Linked DNA regions of Lactuca sativa: region 2 is linked to region 1. The links are chromatin contacts, called in public Hi-C maps. All regions are on one chromosome and are shown on one strand. Each heading gives the region's core, a stretch centred on a gene start, on an enhancer-like site or on the middle of the called end of the contact. The rest is flanking DNA. Distances are from core to core; before and after follow the strand shown.

Region 1 (2,706 bases), core at 133-2,632:
AAACTGAATAACTATCAGTTTTTGCCCCAACGTTAATCTTCTTCCCTTCCCTTTCATCGCTAATCGTGATTTTTTCATCTTGATTATCTTTTTTGTGATTTAAAGCCAGCCGGAGGCTCGAATCACCGACGACGTACTCATATGAACCCATCGAATAACATCTTCTCGCATCCAAATTACTGCTACTAGTCTCGCCGCCGGCCACCTCACCTCCGTCGATCAATTTCCTGAACTTACCAAGCCTCACCAGAAAAACCCCTTTTTCAGCGATGATATGTTCTTGGACTGTTTTTGAACCGGCGGCGGACGCTAAACCGGTTTCATCTGCTTCCCTCATTTCATCAAATTCAAAAATCGGGTTGTCAATGGAGAACCCAGGGTTAAAAAGTGTGTTTCTGCAAAGAGGACAAGTGGAATTGGATAGGAGCCATGTATCGATGCAGTTTATATGAAAAGCATGACTGCAAGTTGGAAGCAATCTTAATTTGTCCATCTCGGAAAACTCAGACAAACAAACGGCACAATCGAATGATGAGTTATTAGCACCTACAACTTCCTTGTACATGAAAACTGGTAAGGTGTCGATGAAGGATTGTTCTAGGCCTGAATCATGCAAATGAAAGAGCTGTTGAAGCTGTCTTTGTAGTGTATGATCAGGGGTAGATGGGTATCTGTTAGATCGAAGAGAAGTGATTGAGGTTGAAGAATGGTATTTTGTCAAGAATCTCACTAACAAATGGAGCAAACCAGATATGAAAAACAAGACAGCCAAGATTATGATGATGATAAGAATTACTGGACTGATCTTAACACCTGGAGAAGATGATGGGTTTGATGTTTTATGAATAGTAACACTAAATGGAGGTGAAAAAGATGATATGGGTTGATGGGATTCCAGGAGACCATGTTTCTTGTAGATTTCGTATTCAAACCAAGACATTTTTTTTTATTTGGGTATGCTTAGGAGTTAGGATTTAGGAACCCATGTTTTTTACTGTAAAATCTATCAAAACTCCACTCATATTAAGCTAAAATCCAGAAAGATATAACCTTCGTTCTCATAAATAAGCAGAACATGTATCTACCAAGAACTTTGTGTTGAACATGATGCATAATAACAAAATCAATGTCCCCCTAACAAGAAGATGTCTTCTAAGGGGAGGTTATGAAATCTTGGAGAAGTAAAACCGGTTTTTACATAACAAAATCAAAAATTACAGGAGATAAAGAAAGGACAGAAAGGTTTATGATATATTTGGTAAAGTCGTAAAGAGAAGTGAATGTATGCTATGCATTATATATTGGGGAAGCAAAGGAAGATCCAAAGGGTGGCAGTGACACCAACGGAAAGAACCAATTGATGAAGAAAGCGAAAATTAAAGATTTGAGTGAGAGATGATGCCACGCGATTTATGGGCACAAGTAGCAACACGGGTTTGAAACTAAAGTGACATTTTTTTAAGCAAGTGTTTTAATTATAATTTTTTTTAAGGATCATAATCTTGTTATACACTATCATAACAAGGATCACATGTTTTTTGTGTAATATAGGTAATTGATCCAATTTTTTTGCATTTGTTGAAATGACTACGATGTCCAAACTATGTTCATTATGGATGTCGGAAAAGTCTCATTTCATTTGTAACTTACACTTAAAAAAATTTTGTGTCGATTAGTGCCTCGTAGATGTTTAGTATTGTCATTTTGCAACGAAAAGACATTTTTCTCATGCCTTTTATATCATAATGTATTTCGGCTTTGGTAAATTTTTGAGTTTTTGTGATGTAAATCTTGCATTCCACGAATGTTCTTAGGATTTTGAGCCCGGAATGCTACGATGTAACATTTCTACTCAAAAAATGACATCATATATTTATAATGTTTGATATTTTCATGGGGGTTATACTTTACGGAAAAAAAGTCATTCGTTAGTATGATGCCTCCAAATTGTAGCATTTCGACAATTGGTTTCGAAAATGTTTTTCGGATTTCCGAATCTACTTGTTAATATTTATACAATGTTTTGTTTCTCTTCTAGTTATATTTCATGGGGTTACACAAAAAATTCATTCTTGAGCCGGATGTTCCCATATTGTGGCATTTCCTAGTTTCGTTTTCGGACAAGTCCTGCGTATTTCTGATTTTGGGGTTTAGGGTCATATGTTTTCATGTGTATTCTTTCATTGTGTTTGTACATGCCAGTAATACTCGAAGAATAATCTACAAAATTGACGCTTACGAGGAAAGAATCTAAAAAAGTTTCATTGTCATTTGTCAATGGTGCTTTTTACAATTTCCTGAATTTTAGACCTAGTGAACATAGTAAGAAACCTATGGGGGATGTGATAGCCTAGGATAAAATGTGCCCTAATAAAGACACTAATGACACATTTACATCACATCGGTTAATAACTATTCTGCTAGGATTTAGCGTAAAATGTGTGCATATAATGACTCTTAGAAAATGTCTATTTGTTAGTTGGAGGTTTAGGGTTTAAGATTTATATTTTAAAGTGCAATGTATTTTGTTTTGGTTAGGTTTAGCTTTTATGCTTTATATCTATTGTATTTCATTATATATAATTGAAAGTTTTTTGTTTTTCATTTCGTGTAGTATCATGTCTTTTTTAAACTCCTAAGCCCGTTTGTGATTTCACAACACAGCTTGTCGAAAGAAGTTGTTAGTATAACGTATTTGGCATATAA
Region 2 (2,857 bases), core at 351-2,850, 130 kb after region 1:
ACAAATTCGAGTAAGCTCTGATACCAATTGTTGGTGATTTTCATAACCAAAACATAAAACGCGGAAGCATAATTTTGGATCTTTAATCTCGAATCGTGTTAAAAGAAAACTTAAACATGAAAGAATGATTAGATACCTTGTTCCATTGAGATTTTCGGATCTAGAGACTAGGAAGAGCTTTCCAGTTGATCTCAAGAGCTCTCTCTAAAATCCCCTAGCAATGAACCATACGGATTTCTTAGTGTATTTTCGTGTGTTTTGATTTGCTCCTCATCACATGTATTTATAGATGGATATAAGCCCTAATGTGAGAGATGGAAGAGATCTTGAGGATCTTGAGTCAAACCGGGAACTCAACCCACATGGTAAGTAAATATTCTATAAATCGGTCCATCAACAATTTATATTCTTACCATAATAAATAGATTTCATGATAACATTACATATATATGAAGTGGTCCCATATTTATCTAACAAACAAAACATAATGATTTTGAAAAATAAATTTATGAATCCATGAAAAAGTCGAGAAAAAAACATCATCCTAAATATAAGGAACTAATTCGAACAAAACCCATCTTCAAAAATTTGTACTTCGCAAATATTGGACATTATAGGAGATTAAAAAATTAGAAGTGATATTTCCACTTATGTTTATTATTTATTTACTTAAAAACCATGATTTGAATTTTATATCCCTTAAAATAAAAGAATAAAGTATCATGATATAAAATAGAAAAATCAAAAACATTTTCTTTAATGAATAAATAGAGAACATATTTATCACCTCCTTTAAAACTATAGTTACTAGTGGGGATGCCGCACATGTTGCGGAGAGTTTATTAATCATATATTTTAAACACATTTTCTATAATGCTTTTTTTACTAATCCTATATTTTAGACATAACTTAGACATAATTTATGTAATATTTGTTACACATTGATAATTTCTATAATTTCATTAGTATGCATGGTACATGAGTGTAGTTTTTTCTTACACATGGACCGTTTTGTAAATTTGGTGTTACATAGTGACCATTTCTATAGTTTTGATATTATAGATCAATTTATGTAATGTTGCTATTATACAATGACCTATTATGTAATATCGGGGCCTCTTTTCATTTATAATGTATCGTATTATACGTGACTATTTTTGTAATTTTGATATTACATGACCTATTTCTGAAATCTTGCAGTTCTACGGGGAACATTTTTGTAATATCATTATTACATAGGATATTTATGTATGTACTTCTGACAAAGACCATTTTGTAACTATTTCTTACAAGGACTATTTTTGTAACTCTTAATTTTTTTCCAGGGACCATTTACGTAACTTTCTAAATAACAAGGACCAGATCTGTAGCTCTTTTTTACAGGGTCTGTTTCTATAAATGTTACAATTTACTATTTCTGTTACTTTGTGAGGTATTTTTTTTTTTTTTTTTTTTTAGAAAAAGCTCTATTTCATATTTTTCCTCGTAATTAATAGGATTGTATAATATCAAAAAAATTCAAAATTTCCAATATCATCGACATATTATGATATATATTTTTTAGAAAAAAGTCGATATCTCATTTATTTATTCCGTAGGTAGTGTTCATTTATGATTTATATCTATTTTTGTATGTAGTGTTTATTAGCCTACTGTCTATTCATGACTAGTTTGGTGAGGATATAGACTGAAAACAGGAGTCGCACTTGATACGCTGGCTGTTCCAACTTTTTCTAAGGTAACCCGTTGAATCGTCTCTTCGTGATTATCCTGATGCTGCATCAGCTTTCACAATTTCTCAACTAAACAAACCTTTTTGGAGCGTACTTAGTTTGATCTCTTAACGTTTATATATACATATCATTGCTAGCGCTGATCTTTACTTTTTGCAGAAATGGCTGCTCGGAGAATGTCGTCGCTGCTTTCTTCTTCTTACGCTCCTGCTCTCTTACGATCGTTAGGTAAAACGAAATGTTTCTAGATTTTTCTCATAAATTCTTACTCAATTATGCTTTTTTCCTTGAGACCGTGCGATCATTTTAAGTTTCTCAAAACTGTTATAATCGAAGATTTTGTTCGATTCCATATTTTTTGGACTGATATATGGATTCACCTCAACAATTTCTTAATAAATAGATTTTCTTTGCACTTGATAATAACAGTAAATCTAAAGGTTTGTGTGAATGTGCTTTTGAACTGTTAACTTGAACAAAAAGTCGGTATCATTGCCTTTTTGATTTCTAGTCAAAACAAGTACCTCAGTGGGTTGACTATTCTTACCATTTTCATATTGTTATTGAGGCTAACTCATTTTGATGATCAATCTGATGAATCAGACCGCATCTCTGGGAGAGGCAGAGGCATCGGTAGGTTTAGTACGGCTGTTGCTTTAGAAGAACCAATAATTCCACCTGTCAAGGTTGAATACACCAAGCTCCTCATCAATGGTCAATTTGTGGATGCAGCATCAGGTAAGCTCTACAATACAGTTCGTCTTTTTGTAACTGTTAACAACTCAAGTATGTTGAAGAACTAATATCAACCCATCTGTGGCTCAGGGAAGACTTTTCCAACCTTAGACCCCAGAACAGGGCAATTGATTGCCAATGTTGCTGAAGGCGATATAGAAGATGTTAATCGTGCAGTGTCTGCAGCAAGGAAAGCTTTTGATGAAGGTCCCTGGCCTCGAATGACAGCTTATGTAAGCTTTCTATTTAACTATTTCTTCATTCTTTTTCATCATTTTTATAATAAATAACTAATGAATATTGTATATATGTTACCAGGAAAGATCTAGAATACTGTTGCGTTTTGCTGATTTGGTTGAGCAACATGCTGATGAAATAACAGCTCTTGA

Evidence for each region. A called contact is a pair of places that touch in the nucleus more often than the background predicts.
Region 2: a Hi-C map of bud shows a contact between it and region 1, with 7 times the contacts expected there. The contact joins the promoter of LOC111876444 here to the promoter of LOC111876445 in region 1. A contact is called at or near these places in 2 of 4 Hi-C or Micro-C datasets (bud and leaf).

Annotation. Positions count from the first base shown.
Region 1 is chr2:185,272,359-185,275,064 of Lsat_Salinas_v11, forward strand. It overlaps LOC111876445 (RING-H2 finger protein ATL46), which reads right to left and starts at 1,383. Exons shown (of 1, transcript XM_023872972.3): 1 at 1-1,383. The coding sequence starts at 940.
Region 2 is chr2:185,405,002-185,407,858 of Lsat_Salinas_v11, forward strand. It overlaps LOC111876444 (benzaldehyde dehydrogenase, mitochondrial), which reads left to right and starts at 1,601. Exons shown (of 11, transcript XM_023872968.2): 1 at 1,601-1,738; 2 at 1,893-1,961; 3 at 2,337-2,471; 4 at 2,559-2,701; 5 at 2,787-2,857. The coding sequence starts at 1,895.